Regions from separate parts of the Mus musculus genome. Here all the other regions are linked to region 4. A link is a contact called in public Hi-C, HiChIP or PLAC-seq and promoter capture Hi-C data. All regions are on one chromosome and are shown on one strand. The core of a region is the stretch at or near the end of the contact, and the rest is flanking DNA. Distances in the headings are between cores, read along the strand shown. Region 1 holds the start of Ralgds (ral guanine nucleotide dissociation stimulator). Region 2 holds the start of Olfm1 (olfactomedin 1). Region 3 has its middle 11 kb from the start of Gm13373. Region 4 holds the start of Rxra (retinoid X receptor alpha).

What was found. Promoter capture Hi-C pulls out the DNA fragments that hold promoters and counts their contacts. A called contact is a pair of places that touch in the nucleus more often than the background predicts. HiChIP or PLAC-seq counts read pairs in DNA pulled down with a chosen protein or histone mark.
Region 1: a contact with region 4 is called in a FOXA1 HiChIP or PLAC-seq map of pancreatic cancer cells. The contact joins the promoter of Ralgds here to the promoter of Rxra in region 4. A contact is called at or near these places in 1 of 39 promoter capture datasets (hippocampal neurons) and 3 of 115 datasets of contacts at active chromatin or transcription factors (embryonic forebrain, pancreatic cancer cells and stem cell-derived neural progenitor cells).
Region 2: a contact with region 4 is called in a promoter capture Hi-C map of hippocampal neurons, with 2.3 times the contacts expected there. The contact joins the promoter of Olfm1 here to the promoter of Rxra in region 4. A contact is called at or near these places in 4 of 39 promoter capture datasets (embryonic stem cells, hippocampal neurons, neural stem cells and 1 more) and 1 of 484 Hi-C or Micro-C datasets (the N1E-115 cell line).
Region 3: a Hi-C map of cerebellum shows a contact between it and region 4, with 4 times the contacts expected there. The contact joins the enhancer-like site here to the promoter of Rxra in region 4. A contact is called at or near these places in 1 of 39 promoter capture datasets (frontonasal cranial neural crest), 1 of 484 Hi-C or Micro-C datasets (cerebellum) and 1 of 115 datasets of contacts at active chromatin or transcription factors (bone marrow-derived macrophages).

The regions. Positions count from the first base shown.
Region 1 is chr2:28,532,043-28,536,604 of GRCm38.p6, forward strand. It overlaps Ralgds (ral guanine nucleotide dissociation stimulator), which reads left to right and starts at 1,422. Exons shown (of 18, transcript NM_001145835.1): 1 at 1,422-1,691. The coding sequence starts at 1,509.
Region 2 is chr2:28,203,577-28,207,970 of GRCm38.p6, forward strand. Olfm1 (olfactomedin 1) reads left to right here and starts at 2,113. Exons shown (of 6, transcript NM_019498.2): 1 at 2,113-2,523. The coding sequence starts at 2,374.
Region 3 is chr2:28,413,205-28,417,956 of GRCm38.p6, forward strand. No RefSeq gene overlaps it. Among named protein-coding and RNA genes, the nearest start is that of Gm13373, 11 kb to the left of the region's middle. Within about 2 kb of position 2,172, at least 30 of the 459 cell types and tissues checked have an H3K27ac peak or open chromatin away from gene starts, as enhancers often do. A contact at or near this core is called in cerebellum, where this site is marked.
Region 4 is chr2:27,675,783-27,679,938 of GRCm38.p6, forward strand. Rxra (retinoid X receptor alpha) reads left to right here and starts at 1,419. Exons shown (of 10, transcript NM_011305.3): 1 at 1,419-1,678. The coding sequence starts at 1,651.

The DNA.
Region 1 (4,562 bases), core at 172-2,671, 860 kb after region 4:
GGAAGTGTCTAAAAAGTCACAGCTGGTGCTGGGGATGCTGAGGGTGTGAGCCCTGTGGGGTCTAGGGCAGCAGGCAGGAACATGGGGACACTTATATTGGTGAAAGGGGGTCAGAGTAAAAAGGCTTGAGCTGTTGGCCTATGGGAGTGAGGAGCTTGTCTGTCTGTCTGTCTGTCTGTCTGTGTGGCTTTATGTCTCTGTGTATCTGCCTACACATATGTGTGTCTGTGTTTCTGTGTCTGTGCATGTGATATCCATGAACAGACTTCCCAGGAGGGAAATGCAGAGCGAGACAGGAAAGGAACTTGATAAAACAGGTGGACAGCAACCAGAAAAGCAGAGTAGATGATGGAACCTCACCTCTGCCACCGTCCATCCCTGCAATTAGTGTGTCTGGAGGCAGCCTGCCTGCCGACGGCCTGCCCGCAGGGTTGACGCCTGGGGACTAAGTATCAGAGAGAAGTGGCCCTTAGAAAAAGAAAGCCAGAATAGGAGAGAGCAGCAGGGTCAGGAAACAAAGCTGAGCTGCTGCCGGGTCCTTGGCCCAGGAATGGGGCTGGGGAAAAGCCTACAGAATGTGTGGGAGCCACTGCCTTCCTGTGATATACCCCCACACGCCTGGACTTCCTGGAGATAGGGCAGAGCCCGGGCTTCTGAGCAGCCTTAGGGGATCTCCACACCTAGCCAAATCTGCCTATCTTTTTCTTAAATCATATTCACTGGAGCCTGTTCATAAAAATACTTTCTGACAATTAAAAATTTCAAAGAAAATTTAGGCCTTGTGGCGGGAGAGATGGCCCAGCATTCACAGTTTGTTCCCCTCAGGCATCAGCGTCTACCATGTCTGCAATGTACACACATGCATGGCAAATAACAGTACACATACAATAAAATAAACAAGCCTTTAAAAGTACGCCACCTCACCTAGTGGTAACCAGCATTGCTTTTGCATAGTAGGTTTGTCTAGTTTGTGCATGACTGTGGTGACTGGAGCTGAGGCTGGAAGCATCCCTCTCCCAATGGAGCTTGGACTGGATGCCAACGCCCTGTGGACACTGAGCCCAATCAATCCTCAGGGTCACCCTTCCCCATACTCTAATATATGAGCACATAGTCAGTGACCTCATTGACATCCTCCCAGTCACACTCTTGGAGGAAGTCATTTTCATTACCCATACTTTCCAGGTGAAGAAACTGAGGCTACAGAGCTAGGGGGTGTTGTAACTGGAATTCCCGGGAAGTGGATCTGATTTCAGCAAAACAGCATCACGGGCCGCCCACACAATACATAGACTGTGTATGCAAGCGCTGTCCACCAGGCCTGCCAACTAGAGGAGGCCCACGCCCCCTCTGAAACCACTCCCCCAGCAGCCCACGCCCCCAGCTGACATCAGCGAGGCCCGGCCTCTGGCGCAGAGCGCAGGCAGCGCGGAGCCGCGCCGGCCCTGCGCCCCGCGCTGCCCCGGGTCTCGCGGCCCGCCGGCCACCCGCGCCACCGTGAGTCGTCCATGGTGCAGCGCATGTGGGCTGAGGCGGCCGGGCCCATAGGGGGCACCGAGCCGTTGTTTCCCGGTTCCCGGCGCAGCCGCAGCGTGTGGGACGCCGTGCGCCTGGAGGTGGGCGTCCCCGACAGCTGCCCAGTGGTGCTGCACAGCTTCACGCAGCTCGACCCTGATCTGCCGCGCCTGGAGGTGGGTGAGCCCAACGTCCTTTGCAGCATTGTGTGTGGCTGGGGGGTTCCTTCCTCAGAAGTCCCCCTGCTGTATCAGCCCTGGGGCAGCCAGTTGGGCATTACAGCTTCCAGCACACCCTCAGCAGTAGGTGGGGAATCAGAGCTGAATTCCCGTGCCCCCTCAATTCATCCCAGTACCTGCTCCCACTCATCACAGGTGTGACAACCCCAATTACTGCAGTCAGTCAAACCTTTAAGCCCCTCCATGCTGTCACTATTTACACGCCTGTGGTGTGTGAATGCTCCAACCACGAGGGCCTATCCTCATTTCAAACCCTTGTCAATGGGGCGCGTGACACGAGGAGGCCACAATATAGTGGGCCAGCAAGTGGTTGTGGTGGCACAGCCCTAAACTCCCCAGAGGTGAGTGGGACCTCAGGGGCCTTTGAATACCCATCACTGAGTCAGACATAGGTCTAATGACCCGGGAACATCGAGGCTGTTCAGAGGAGGCAGTGGCAGGAAGGGAGTGGGATGGGCTGGAAGATTCAGAGACCATGCCCTTATGTGTGGGTGGTGGGAATAGTGAATGTGGGTAGGAGCTTGTTTCTAGTGTCCTGGGCAGGGACACCCAGCAGTGCCCTCTTCCTTTCACCTTAGTGTACACCTGCCACCATGCCCCAGGGGTAGTGGAATCCCAAGGCAGCCCTGCATCCTGCTCTGCCTAGAGAAGGCTCAGACAAAGCATACTCGGGAACTTCTGGTCATGGGGCCCCCAGGCCTAGGAGGCCTCTTGTGCTTGGCAGGTGTCCCAAGCCAGGCTGCTCATTCACCCAGTGGTCTCATCCTGGAGGCGGCTGGGGAGGGACTCCGGGGAGCTTGGTGGTGGGCGGCCCACCACCAGCCCTGCACTCATCTGGCTTTCATTATGTCTGGCAGAGTCTCCGGCTTTGTGTGCTGGAAGGGCCTAGCCTGATCACTCCTGGAGGGGGGTGTCAAGCTTCTCTCTGACTCTGTCTGGCTACATCCCTAAGGACCCTTTGTGGCAGGGCTGTTGAAAGGTTCTGTTCCTGCATGGGTTGCTGCTATCTGTGCCTCCTCTGCTGCCCTCTCTCCAGGCCTCTGTGTTGTCATGCAGCCTGGTCACCGTTTAGAAATCAGAGGGAAGCTTCTGGCTGGGTCAGGAAAGCCAGGGTCCTGGCAGGAGAGGAGGCCACAGCCGGAAACTGAACACAATGACCATTTAGCATTCGCCTGGGGGAGGGGGCAGGGAAATCCCTGTCTGTTTTGCCAATAATTCCCTCCCATCCCCATCCTGAGTCTGGTTTCCTGGTAGCAGACCCAGGTCCAGAAATGAAATCAATCCAATTAAGGTCCCTGCACTCTCTGTCTTTGCCTTTCGTCTTCTGTCATTTGTTTCCATCAGCCTGGGGTTGCCAGATGTCCTCACACATCTGGGCATCTGCCTACTCTCTCAGTTCTAAGTCAAGCCACCACCGACCTAGCTTGACCTGCCCCAGTCTGCTTTATAGAGGTCACGAGGTTTATGCTCCTGCCACAGGCTTGCTTCAGCTTCATCCTGGCGAGAGTGACTGTGAATCTGTAGCATTCACAGGCAGCAGGCACCAATACCGTGTTCCTCCCGGCTCACACAGACCTCCAGCTCAGATGCCAGTGCCATCTGCTAAGAGGCTGGAGGCCAGAGAGGTGAAGTCCCTGACCTAAATAAATACATTGTCAGAAAGGGTCGCAGACAGGACTTCAGCACAGTGTTCCCTGGGGTTGGGGGTAGGGTGTCTGGTACATATAAGATCTAGAAGCAGGACCCAGCAGAGATGGCTAGTGAGCAGTAGAAGCCCGCAAAGGTCGTGGATAGAGCTTGACCCAAGCACTGCAAAAAAGCCTTTGTCGGGTGAGTGATGGGGAGGCTTAGAGTCCAGGAGAAGGTGAGAGTACCTCAGATTTTGAGACCTTGGGAACTGTAACCAGGGGCTTAACATAAAAGCTAACAGCCGCTGGGGCTTGGTGGAAGAGCCTAGGCTAAATAATTTGCATGCATTTTGTCCTTTGAGGGGTTCAGGGCTATTAATAGCCCATTTAACAAATGAAACAACTAATTAGGTTGCACTCAACAAGCTGGTCAACTGCAGAGGCCGAGGCCAGGCAGGCAGGCGTCTTATCCTGGCTGCTTGCCTGTGTCGCCTGAAGGCTGTGTGGGTTGGACACAGTGAGGCCAGGTTTCTTCCTCCGAGCCGTCTGCTTTCTTGATCACACTGTGTGCAGCTCGTAGTTTACCCCAGGGTTCTTTTGTTCCCTTGACCCTGAAAACTCAGAGATATAGGTACATAGTGTGTGTGTGTGCACGCGCGCGCTCGTGCGTGCGTGCGTGTACGTGTGTGCGTGTGTGTGTGTGTGTGTGTGTGTGTGTGTGTGTGTGTACACGCGCACGCTCGCTCGCACAAGATAATGTTCTAGAGATACTTCCTGGCTGACTCTAAAAGGGCAGCCTTCAAGAACTTTAGAGCCTGTTGTGTTGGTGAGGAGACTTGCCATCAAAGCCACGCCCCCAGGGTCTCCTCCTACTTACAGTTGCTTTCCTCAGAAGCACAGTAGCTGAGGATGAGGAGGGCCAGATGGCTGGAGAGAGAGAGAGAGAGAGAGAGAGAGAGAGAGAGAGAGAGAGAGAGAGAGAGAGAGAGAGAGAGAGAGAGGATGCTGGCCCATTTCCTAGGAGCCTCTAGGCAGCTCTGGAGCAGGAGGAACCAGATTGCTAGCAGGACAGGAACAGGGACCTCCTGTCAGACAGTTTTCAAGACTCTGGATAGATCTCTTGCTGGCTCTGACCGAGGAAGCATCTGGAGGGGCTTCAGCTTCACTCTGAAGGGTCTCA
Region 2 (4,394 bases), core at 863-3,362, 530 kb after region 4:
TCCTTATGAGGAAATACTTGCATTGCTTGTGATATTTGACTGACAGCAGCTCCAGAGGTGTGTCAGAGGGCTCAGGGTCATCACACCTTATATCAAAGCCCAGCTCCGCAGCCTGCCTTGCACAGGTTGCTGGCTGAACCCATATTTATCATTTGAAAAGGTGACAATGACTGTCACCAGAGCAGGCCAGTCTTATTCCTACGCTCTTAACACATCACAGGAGAAAGCTACTATCGTCAAGCCCATTTTAAAAATGAGAGAGCTGAGTCTCAATAAAGCTCATTAGCTAGGTCACTGTCTCATACAAGTTCATAGCAGAGCTCCCCTTGACCCCAAGGTCACTTGACCTCTGGGAGGGACTTCTGCCCATTAGAGAGCAGGAAAGGTTTAATGGTGCTTGGCCATGGAGTGTGCCTAACAAAGACAGTTATGGTCTCTATGCTGCATCTGACACAGAGCTTAGAGCATGTTGCACTGTGTATCTTGCACTAAGTAGGAATTCAATAAAAGGTATGACTCCTGAGACGCCTTGAGAACTTTGAGGACTGTACTGGGCTGGATTTGAAATTGTTGATAAACATTAAGCGCTCCTTACCTTTGTGTAGTAGGAAGCAAGTGAGTAGACACAGCCACGGCCCTGATTCTGTTCAGAAAATGCCTGGCAGAGGATGTAGGGCAGAGAGCCTTGCATCTCCGGCTGCTGCATCCAGCAGGACCACTGGGTGTGACTGGACTGCAGTACCAGATTTCACGGAGAGATGGCGCCCTTCCCTAACAGTTGTAATTCGCTGGCATCTGACCCAAACTGGAGGCACCAATGAATGCCATGCATTAACCAGAGAAACAACTCCAATTGACTTCTTGAGCCAGCAGGGCTCACGCCCAGCACTCGGGCCAGGGTCATCTTGGCTGTTGACGTTTTCTCTGCAAATGAGGACTGAACACAGAGAGACAAGCCCCCGGAAGATGTCATATCCCTCTTGGCAGACCCCAGGAGGCCTGCCTTTGTTCTGACATCTCTTCCTGGTCTATAATTGACCAGGTGGGAAAGAGCGCAGGGGTAGGGGGCTGCGAATAGGCTGGCTTTCCCTGCCCGGGACTGGAACAACTTGGAGGAATGCCTGCAGAAACTGGCTTTCCTCAGCTTAGAGGGCTTGCTTCAAAGTCAAAAGCACTATGAAGTTGTGTTTGCCGGCTGTTCTGTTTTGCTGAGACTTACAAGTCTTGGCACAGATACTGCTGAAGCTTGCCTGGCCCTGATCTGGGTCCCTGCGAGGGACCCCTGTCCATCTAAGCCTACAGCATAGACGCCAGATACTCTAACCCCGCCCCTCCCCGCCCCCCGTGCATGTACCATACCCCACAATCATGGGTGTGGCCCCTCTAGTTCCTCCTGAGCCCTATGCTTCCAGCAGCTCCTGACGGTAGGTTGGCACACTCTCTCTCCTTCATCCTCTACTGTGCACAGCAGGCATACCGCCCCCCTCCAGTCCCTCTCTGTTTAAACCTGCTCCCACAAGCCCAGGGTGTTCCCCCGCTAGGACTTCCAACTGTCCCCTCCTTCTGAGGTAGTTGTCCAAGGTTCCCAGCAGTGTCTCTCACTTTGTAGCTACCTCTTTACTCCTGCGCTGACACTGGAGACTCCACCCAAGCTACTCTTTCCTGCTGGGGCTCAGGAGACACCCCAAACTGACTGGACTTAGTCCACCAGGGAAGGCAAGCCCAGCAGCAGGGGAGGAGACCCTTGACCACAAGCAGGCCGGGCCTGGGCGAGACAAAACCGTGAGGGTGACCGAGAGAGCTGGGCGAGGGGGTGTTCTGTGGATGGGTGCCATGCGAGATTCTTGAGGTTTTATATTTTTTTTTTACGATTTGTGGCGGCGTTTTATCCGTCCTCCTGGGTGACCCTAACTCTTCGGCCGACCGGTTTGCAGACCTCGCTGCCTGCAGCCAGGGGGCGTCGCGGAGCCGGAGCTCGGAGGAAAAATCCACCCATTTCCTGGGCAGATTGCGTCGGCCGCCGCCCGGCCTTGTCCCCGCCCCCCGGCCGCGGCCCCCGCGCACAGCCCGCGCCGCGCTCAGAACCCGGTGGCCCTTCTCGAGAGCGGAGCGCGCGGGGACGCTGCAGCGGCGGGCAGCGCGGGCAGGCAGCGCGCGCCGGGCAGGGCCGCCTGGTCACCTCCCGGCGCCGGGGCGGCGCGGCGATGGCCAGTGCGCACAGGGAGGCAGAGACCGGCGGGCGGCGGCGGGCAGAGGGGGCGCGGGGACGCGGCCGGGCGCCCCTGCCCGCCGTGGTGCCCGCCGCCTGAGGCTGCCCGGGGCGCGGGAGCCGGCGCCGGCGCGGCGCGGGCGCAGGAGGCCACTCGAGGCGCGATGTCGGTGCCGCTGCTGAAGATCGGGGTCGTGCTAAGCACCATGGCCATGATCACCAACTGGATGTCCCAGACGCTGCCCTCGCTGGTGGGCCTCAATACCACCCGGCTTTCGGCCGCCAGCGGCGGGACGCTGGACCGCAGCACCGGCGTAAGTGCGCCCGCCTTGAGCCCTCGCGGCCCCTCCTCCCTCCTGCCTCCTCTCGGGTCGAGCCCCGGGCTGGCCCGGCGGTGCGGCACAGGATGGGGTCACCCTGGGAGGGAGGGTTACAAGGGCCGGGGTCACGAGCCCACCCTCTGCCCTGCAGCCAAGCAGTGCCTTCAGCTGCGGCCGCCACTCGCACTCTGGCGTTTCGGGGCGATGCTTTTTGCTCCCAGTCCCCCGGAGGGGCTTGAGGACACCTGCTTTGGTGATGGTGGGAGGGGTTCAAAGTCCAGAGTCCTCGTTCACTAATATTAGAAAATCTTTCTTTGCAAAGCTTAGGAAACTGAAGCTAGGGACTTGGGGACTTAGCCAAGGTCACTCAGCAAGTAAGGGGTGGAGGTGCTGCTTAAAACCCTTTGTGGGCTAGGTCCAGCCAGGACTCAGCTCGCCCTACTTTGTAAAAGACGGACTGGACCAGTGCAGAGTGGGGCCCAAGGCAAAAGACCAGAGCTTGTGATCTCACCTGAGCCCCCCAAATCCCAAGGGACCCTTCCGGTCTCATCTCGGTTGGAAGATCTCAGCGTGCACTCTGGAGGAGGTTGAGAGGAGCTGGGCGGGACCCAGCTGCCGATCTGTCTTCACCCACCCCTCTCTACTGGCCTCTGACACGGAAATCGAATCTCCATGTCATCGGCAGCCTGCGGATGGGGAGCTATGGCTGGGGGTTGGGTGGAGGGTCTGGATAAGGCTGACTTCCATGATAGATGGAGCAGGCTGAGCAGAGACCACCCTTAAGTCAGGGGCCACTGGAAAGGGACCCTGGCATAACCTTCTCAGTGGAAAGGACAGGTGAGGGACCATTCTCCTCCAGTTTGATCCCAAGAGCTGGGTGGTGTGACCCACCACCACCACCACCACCATCTATCACTCTTGTAGGGTCTGCCTCTCCTGTTGTTTTAAAAAGAGTTTTCCTAGTGCCCTGGTACTGGGAGTGGTGTCCCACTCCTTAAATCCCAGAGGCAGGTGGGTCTCTGTGAGTTTGAGGCCAGCCTGGTCTACAGAGTGAGTTCCCTGACATTCAGAGCTGCGTAATGAGACTCTGTCTCAAAAAAAAAAAAAAAAAAAAAAAAGCCAAACAAAAATATCACCATGAGTTTCCCTGATAAGGATTTTGGATGCTTGTGTCCTAAGCTGGATGAATGAAATGAAGTATAGCACTACCTGCTTCTCTGCCTTCTTCCCATCCTTATCTAAAAATAGCAGGGAAGTGCAGGATGCCAGGGAAGGGCTTGGAGACTGGGTAGGCTGCAGTGGCTGGAGGGCAGGGGTCATGGTGGTGTGTATGCAGGAGCCTTGGTGGCTTCTGCCCCTGCTGTGTATCTGAAGGTCAGGGTCATGGGTGGTATAGAAGGCCTGCAAGGTGAATCCAGCCACTCAGTTCTGGGTCCTTGGTGGTCTTTGGGCAAACCCTCAGGATTGAGGTTAAGGGTGACCCTTACACAATATATTTGTTGACATCCACCAAATGGCTAGTGCGTGGGGGAGCTTCATGGAGTTGGAAATCAACATCTGAGCCAGGCTGCTTTTGTTCGGGAGACAACACAGCTCTAGGGTTGCTGCTCTCAGTTCTTAGGTGCCGACTCAGGACTCATAACAATTGTGCTTGTCTCCAAGTGTTAGGGAACAGGAGCTCAAGGCTCGTCAGCATCTTGCTGGAAGAAGAGGGTATCTGATTCCCTAAGCCATTAGCTACTGGTTTCTTATATGGCCCCCTCACCCAACCTAGTGCATCGGCGGCCCCTCCCACCTCCCCCGGCATTAATTTGGTTAGAGGTCAAAACTCTGAGCACCCAGGGTTGAACATGCATTTTAAGGCA
Region 3 (4,752 bases), core at 922-3,421, 740 kb after region 4:
GATCAGGAGATGCCATGGGAGGATGGGTTTGGCACAAGAGATGAGCTTCCAGCCTCTCAGTGCCACCCTGGCCTCTAGGAAGATTACATTCAAACTTACACTCGGCACAGTCCCACTGACTCCCAACACCCTGTCCTGCCCTCTGTCGATCCTTCCTCACATGGATGACCCTAGCCACTTTCACTCAGCAGACTGTTCCTATGGGAGAGCTGAAGCCCCAGGGCTTTTACCCCTTAGGATCTTTTCCCAACCAGCCAGTCTTAGAAAAGTGTTTCTAAAATAAGAGGATGGATGCGTGGATGGATGGATGGACAGATAAGTAGATAGATAAATAAGTTGATGTGTCAGTGACAAGGTAGATAGATCTGTGGATAGATGGATAGATGATGGTGGACAAGCTGCAGGTTACATGGGTGGATGGATGAATGGATGACTAAATGAATAGCTTGTGGATATATAGAGATATATATAGATATATGCAAATGGCTAGATACGTAGCAAGTGGGTGGATGGGAGCATGGATGGATGAGCAGATTGATGGATGGATGGATGGATGGATGGATGGCTGGATGGATGGATGGATACATGTGTTGGGTGGGTAGATAGATAAGTGGAAGGATGGATGATAGATGGATAGATAAAGGATGGGTAAATGGTGGGTGAGTGGAAGAATAAACGAGAGGATGCATGGATGCATGGGTGCATGGATGAGTAAATGGATGGACAGATGGATGAATAAATGAGTACATGGATGATGTGGATGGATGGATGGATGGATGGATGGATGGGTAAATGGATTGCTAAATATGTGGGTAGCAGATGAGTGGACAATGGACAATATGGATGGGTACACCCATGAATGGAACTGAGTGGATGAACACCCAGGTGGCATGAATGGATGGATAGACAGAGGATGATGCAGGGTTAGATAGTTGGGTAGACATAGATTATGTGCTTGGCACACAAATGGAAGGACAGTGGACGAAGAGGAGGACCGGGACAGGGCAGGACCTGGGCTTAGATCCAAGGTTGGAGGTGTGAGAACAGGAAGCCCAGGGAGGTGGACTATTTGCCAAGCAGAGCAAGACAGGAGTAATTAAGCCCATGTGCACTTCCCAGAAGCCCCAGCAGCCCTGGCTTCATTAAGGTGCTGGCCAGGGAAATCTCATCAGAAATAGAAATTGAGGTTTGGGCTGCTTCCAGCTGCACACTCTCTAATTCCAACCCAACCACAGCCCAGGAGGGCCCAGCCCACAGTGTCCAGAAGTGAAGAACCCAGAGCAGGAAGTGTCCCTACCTGGATGACACCCCTGACCTTCTGAGGCTCTATTGCCCTCTCCCTCTGGGAAAACCCAACAACACAAATGCCAAGCAATGCCCGGCTTCAGACAACTCAGGATCACCTTCTGTGATCACAGCCCATCCCCCACCGGAGCCCACACATTTCTGTCTGTCCTTCCTCACATGCAGATAGATTTGACAGCCAGACATGTCTCCTCCCTATGTAATCCTACTCATGCGAGTCCCACACAAGACTTTCAATCAGGTTATCATTGCTTCAACTTGCACATGGAGAAACTGAGGCTGACATGAGGTCGTGGTCCCATCAGTGACTTGCCCAGAGTATGGAGTCCAAGGTGTCTATGTGATCAGACTCAGCATCACCAAAGGCATCCAAACAGCGTCACATGCACGGCCAGCACCAACCTTTGCCATCATCTGCAGAGTTGGCACACACCGATTCAGAGGGACCCAGATGCCCACTACCCAAGGAGGCCGAGTAGTCCAGGTCTTGGCCTTGAGTGCTCCTGGCATCTCAGACCTGCAGTACCAAAAACCTACCCTAAAAACCTGTGGCATCTGGACACAACATCCCCATTCTACCAACCTTGTGTTCCCTTTATTTTATAGGTAAGGGAGGCCTCTGCATCCAGCTGAGTGAAGCCCTGGGAAACGCCACATGACTGAGGTGGGTACAGGCAGCCTTCCTAATGCCACATGACTGAGGTGGGTACAGGCAGCCTTCCTAATGCTTAGTGCGTCAGTAGCTGCTGCTGTGTGGCCCAGAGGCAGCGCCTTCCCCTCGCTGGGCCCTCCCAGCACCTTCTCTAGAGGAGCAATGGAGAGGACCCCTTCCGAGCCCACTCAGCACGGTCTGTTCTGTTCAGCAAACCCAACATTTCTAGACCTCTCTGCGTTCATGCCCACACATCCAGAGAGACAGCACCAGAACCTCCCTGTGTTGCAAAAGGAACAAAGGCTGTTTCGTGAGCAAGAATATAAGTTGGCGCCAGCTATAGAATTCTCTGCTTAGTGACCCAGTTTCTCAAGGGGGAGGGGTAGGGGGTTCCGTGTCAAGTTGGAACAAATTAAAATACATTTGTCTTTCATTCGGAAGGAGTCCAGCACAGCAGGAGAGCCAGGCACGGCCTCATTCCAGCATGCCTAGTGCCAAGTCAATTTGCAAAGAGAAGTGTACACATGGCTTGGGGGCAGTGTGGTAGGCCCTTGGGGGTGGGGCTATGGCTCATCCCAAGGCCACTGGCAGTTTGCCATACTCTGTCCAATGTGATGCTGACCGGTGCTTGTGGGTGAAGCTCCCCACCACCCCAGAGTGCTTCTTCGGGGCTGATAGGGATGACAGCCTGCCCCGGTCAGCACACTGTATCAGAGTCCCAAGTGTCACCGATAATCATAGGAACAACAACAATATCACTTACATTTGTTGGCTGCTATGTGTGGGCACTGGGCCAAGCCCTGCCTGTGGACAGGTCACAGGCAGATAAGAACCCAGGGACACAGCAAGAACTGGGGATCAACTTCATCCAGTCTGTCAACAAACACTTCTCTTTTCCTTTAAAATCTTTTTCATACAGTCTATTTTGATGTTTTCCCTCTCTTAGCTCCTCCCAGATTCTATCCACCCATCTTTATATTCTCTCTCTCTCTCCCTCTCTCTCTCTCAAAACAAAGCAAAGCAAAACAAAAGCATAAAACAAAACCAAAATAAAACAAATGAAGTAAAAATGCCAAAATGAAACAAAATTAAAAAAAAAAAAATCCTGTGCACGGTCCTGCCCTGGAGTGTGGTTGATATACCCAGTAACACTCCACTGCGGAAAAACTGGTTTTCCCTTTTCCAGTAAGTATCAGTTGCAGACAGCTTCTTAATTAGGGCTGGGAGCCTGTGGTCACTGGCTCTCTCGGTGCTGGGACCCCATCTAGCTTGAACTTGTGTAAGCAGTCTCTGTGTGTCCTTGTGTGCAGTCTCTGTGTGTCCATATGTCCATCAGTCCTGTTGTGTCTGCAGGACAGTCCTGTGGAGTCATCAGCCACATCTGGTTGGCTCTTAGCATCTTTCTACCTCCTCTTTCACTTAGACCCCAGTTCTATGCACTGAAACCAGAGGAATTCTGGGCTCCAATAGACAAAGGGCAAAGCTGCTTCCCCCACCCTGGGTGACAGAAAACACAAGCTGTGCACAATGAGCTCTATAGCCAGAATGAGGCCACAGGGCGGGGCCCTGCCTGGTGAAGCACAGGTACCAGGAGAGGCCATCAGACAAGGATGAAACAAAAAAGGGACATGGGGTCCTGCAAACCCTCCAGATAGACCATGGCATGCCTTGAAGGCCAAGTCAGGTCTCAGAGTGCCTGAAGCCATGAGTTCCTAGGGCAGGATGGAGGGGCCAGGCACTTGATATTTGCTGAGTCCTCATACTGACTGTGTGGAGAGGGTTGGAGGGCCAAGATAGACTCGTGAGTGTGTGTGTGTGTGTGTGTGTGTGTTGTGTGTGTATGAGTGTCTGTATGTGTGTCTGCGTGTGTGTGCATCTGTGTATGTATGTATGTTTGTGTGTGTATGTCTATGTATGTGTCTGTTTGTGTGTCTGTGTCTGTGTTTCTGTGTGTATGTCTGTGTGTGTGTTTGTGTGTGTGTCTGTGTGTGTATATGTTTGTGTGTGCCTGTGTGTGCATGTGTGTATATGTGTGTATGTATGTGTGTTTGTGTGTGTGTGTCTGTGTATATGCATCTGTGTGTGTCTGTCTGTGTATATGTGTGTGTGTGTATGTGTGCATTTGTGTGTATGTCTGTGTCTATGTACTTGTGTCTGTGTATGTGTCTGTTTGTGAGTGTGTGTGCATATGCACATATATGCACATGTGTGATGTGTCTCTCAGTCTCTCTGTGTCACCCTTTCCCATCCCTCCCTCTCTTACTTAGTCAAGGCCCTCCTGACCTCTCCAGACCTGAGTCTTATGTCAGGAAAAGCTGTGAACAGCCACAGGGTGATGGAGACTCCTGCTCTAGGCCTGTCCTGTAGGTGTGCCCTCATCCTGGCCTACCCTGACCTGTCTCAGGAGGACCCCACTGCCTGCCTTACCCACATTGCTCCATCTACCCCTCCAAGCTGCAGGTTATCTCCTGCCTTTCCTGCACCCTTGAAATTCACATGTCCTTCCTGCCTTAAGATGGCAGACTCCATATGGAGACCCTTGTCCACCTCTCTGGCCCATCCACCTTCACTGAGCCCCTTCTGGCCTGGATCTCATGAGACTACTCTCAGCCCCATCAGAGCTGACCCTCAGGCTGCCCCTTGGCTGAGGGACCAGCCAAGTACAGTGAGACATGCAAGGTGACCGCCACACCTCCCAAACAGCCCCCAAATGGTACAACCCATAATGACCAGAAAGCTTTCCAACTAAGGTGGAACTTTACTACAGGACAGTGGAGAGGCCAGGACACCAGACC
Region 4 (4,156 bases), core at 169-2,668:
GCTGCTAAAAGACATCTTTAAGATAGAGTCCCACAACTATTGCTTTTTTTGTTGTTTTTGTTTTTTGTTTTTTTTCTGAGACAGGGTTTCTCTGTATAGCCCTGGCTGTCCTGGAACTCACTTTGTAGACCAGCTGACCTCAAACTCAGAAATCCGCCTGCCTCTGCCTCCCGAGTGCTGATATTAAAGGCGTGTGCCACCAAGTTCGGCCAACTATTGCTTTTTACAGAGAAAAAGTGCAGTCCTGGAGGACGGTGGTAGTGGGCCCACGCAGAGCTTTCTTTTTTGTCTTGAGGGGAGGTGTTCTCTTTGGGCAGCACCTACTCTGTGCAGCCTGTGGACTTTGGTAAACCCCTCTGCCAGGGCCTCCACGCTGGATTTTGGTCTGGCAGGCACCAGCTGGGAGTGGAGGGAGGCGGGACTGCCGGTTGCCTGGCTTGGCGCAGGGGGAACTCTGCGCTTAGGGAGGCTGGCTTGGCTCCGCTCAGGTAGCTCACACCCAAATCCGAATTCCAGCTGCCCAAGTCGGCGGGCGGGTTGCGGAGGAGGCCCAGGCTCTCCCTGGGTAGGAGTGCTTCCTTTCGTTTTTAAACAAACAAATCATGAATTTAAGTCAGGGCAGAGAGCTAACCAAGGTATAAAAATAGCCTGGGGCCACGGGTGATGTCCGAAGCCGGCAGTAGCGCCCTTCAAGCCCCGCGCCTCTGAGGAGGGTGAGAGCCGTCGTGTTAACGTGGGTACCCCGAGCAGCACCCCAGCCCCCCTCTGCCTGTCTGGCCTGCGGTCAGACACCAGGGTCCTTTTTGGGCCTCTCGCGTGTTAGGTGAAGGGGACTGGGACGTCCAAAGGGCAGCATCTCCCTGCCCAGCTGCTTGCCTCTGGCTCACGGCCCTTCACCGGCCTCAGTTTCCCCATGTGTCCACCGGGATGCGCAGGGCCTCGGCTCTTCTGCAGGGAGCCTTGCAGGACCAGGGTCCTCGCGCGGCCACGGCCGGCCTCTTTGTGTGTCCGCGCAGACAATGGCCCGGCCGCGGGGCTCTCCTCCCGGCCCGGCTCTCCTCCTCCTCCTCCACCACCACCGCGGGCCGCCGGGTTTTTGGGCAGCCGGGAAGGGAAGGCTGCTTTACCCCACCGCCCCGCCCTCCTCCCACGCCGCCGCCCCACGGCTCCTGGGAACCCTTGGCAGATGCAAACTTGCAAGTTTGCAGGGCGCTCACAACTCGGGGCCGGGCTGCGAGCGCGGGGTGGCCGTGGTGGTGGCGGCGGCGGCGGCAGCGGCGGGCGGGGCGCGCACCGGTTGCGGGCGGGGCGAGTGGCGGCGACGGCGCTGCGCCGAGTCCGCGCCCGTCGCGGGCCCCCCGCCGCTCCCCCCCCACCCCCCCGCCCCGCTGCAGGCCGGGCCGGAGCGGGTCGCGGGCGCGCGGCGGAGGCGCGGGCGGCGGGTGCGCGCGCGGGGCGCGCGCAGGCACAAGTAGTTTACATTGTTGGGCGACTTTTGCAACAACTCGCCGCGCCGCGGCCTCCGCGCGCCGCCGCCGCCGCTGCCGCCGCCGGCTCCCCGCCGCCCGGGCCCCGGGCGGGCCGCGCCGGGGGCCGCCGCGCTGCCGCCCTGCTGCTCCGCCGCCGGCTGGGCATGAGTTAGTCGCAGACATGGACACCAAACATTTCCTGCCGCTCGGTGAGTGCTGGCCGCGGCGGCGCGGGCGAGGGAGGGGGCCGGGGCTGGCGGGGCGGGGGCGCGTGCGCAGCGCGCGCTGGGGGTCCGGCCGGGCCCATTGGCCCCGAGCCGTGGCGGTACCGAGAGTTAGCGCGCCGGGCCCGGGGAGGCGAGTGGGCACAGGGCAACTTTTCCCGGGCCCAGGCGCGCGGCGGGAGAGGGCGAGGACGCCGGGCCTCTGACTTGCCGAGGAGCGGGAGTGGGCGGCGGGCTGGCGCGAGCGCAGGTTCGCTCGGGACGTGGAGAGGGACCCTCACGCTGCGCCTCGCGCTTCCGCGGACCCCCGGGGCGCCCAGCTCTAGCTATCCGGGAACCGAGCCACGCCGGAGGAGCAACTTCTGAGCTCGCTGGAGGGCTCCGGGCCTCCCTGGCATTGGGATGGGGACGACGCGCTGGGCTCCGGGAGGCCACTGCTCTTCCCGGCTCGTCGGGCTGTGGCTTGGAGAAGGCCGCTGGCCCCTGGCTGTCTCTTTGCCCAGGATAGAGTCTGCGATCTTGCCGTTCCCCGACAGCAGACCAAACCTAGGTGGGCACGGTCACTCTGGGTCTCTGATTAAACCCAGGACTGGGGCCCCACACTCTGGCACCCCTAGTTTTCAGTATTTAGGGGAGACAACCCATCGGCAGAAGGATCATTTTCTTGTCCTGCAACCCTCCCGCCAGCAGCACCCAGCCCCAAACAGCCTGCCAACTCCCGGAGTAGAACCAAGCAGGGTCAGAGCCCCCCACTCATTACTCTCCCTGGGGTTTGGGAGCCAGAGGGAAGCAGGGTAGGGAGACTTATAAATGAGCTCCGGGAAAGATATTAATTTGGTGGTGAGGACAGCAGCCAGGCTGTCAGGCTGGTGAAGAATTTGTGCTGATTGGAAATCAGGACAGCAGATTATGGACGAAGCTCCACGATGATCATTGCCTCTTTGCCTCCCACCCCCTATGAGGTTTGGGATGCATTTTGGCTACCCTGAGGGGTGATCAGAACCCAGCATGGTTGCCAGGACTTTTGGTGATTTGGGGAGGTGGTACCTCCTTAACCTCCAGCCTTCTCACAAACAGGTCTGCTGCAAAGTGACTGGGGTTGTGTTACAAGTGTGTCACAGCTTCAGACTCTCCATCCTTATGAGTAGTGATAGAGACAGTGGGAGCACACCTGAGCTTGGGGGTCTAGCTCCCCGGCTATAAACTCCTGTCCCTGTTGCAGTTGAGAAACTGACTGGGGAAGGCTTCACTTCGAGGCTACAAATGGTGGATTTGGCATTGTAACCCCCTGCCAAAGTCAGCCGACAAGAAAGCTTTGTTACTGTGGCTTGTTGCTGTGGGGCCTGGGGTGGGGTGGGGGTGGGAGGCTCCTGAGACATCTCTTTCTCCTTCATTCAAGCCTTGATGTGCACACAGAGTTGGGTCCTTCAGACAGGAATGCTTTGCTCAGTCTCTGGCCTGGGACACGGCCAGGGCCTGGCACTACTTTGGCTAGGTCTTGAGATGGGAACACCACCCCAGGAGAGACAGAGCCCGTTCTCAAAGTTGACACATACAGAACTGGCAATGACATTGCAGGCGGCTGGACTGGAGTCTCCATGAAGAGGAGTTATGTCTCAGAGCTGCTGTGTTGGCTTCACAGAGTGGTGGCTCTCAGGACCAGCTTTGGCCTCCCAGGCAGCCTGTGCCCCAGGGCTGAGGGCTGAGTCCTGGGCTCTGATTACGTTTTATTTTTTACTAAGCTTGTGACCAGCTCTGAAGTCCAGTGCAGTTGAAGATCCATTTAAGCGGCTACTTGCCTAAGCCCTTTTGTCAACACAGCCTAATCCCTCCTGGGGGCTGAGTGTCAGAGGATCTGGCTCGTCCAGGGTCCCCACTGACAGCTTGGGTCTGACTTGAAGTGTCTAGGAAAGTTTGGCCATCCCTTTTTCACTCCCTTGCCCCTTTTGGGGTCCGGGACCCAGGGCTCTTTCCAGTGTGCACTGTGTGTGTTTGGTGGTCCAGGCAGCCTCCAAGCTTCTGCCAACTGAGCTGATCTGCACAGGACAGATCTAGGAAGAAAGAAGGGAGGTTGGGGAATTTGCCCCAGGCAGCCCCTGTTTCCTGGCTCTGCTGTCCAGGGCTGGTCTTCCTCCATGCCAGTTGGGGAGTTGGGGTAAGGGCTGGCCTCAGCCTAGATGGTGGGACTGGAAGGCTGAGCCTGCAGAGTCCAAAGGTCTCAAGCCTGCACTGCCCCTCTCAGCTGTTAGTGGCCCATTTGCTTGTGAGAGTAACAGGTTTCCAGAAGCCAGGCTCTAGACCTCCAGCCACCCTCTTGTGTGGTACTTGGGGACCTGGTGAGCTTGGGGCCTGCCTGAGGGGGCTTTTAGTAACATCAGAGCCCTTGTGACCCAAAATAGAGCACATTCCGGGAGTCCCGAAATAACAGAGTCACATGACTCTCAGGAGGCTGGGCTTGGAGTC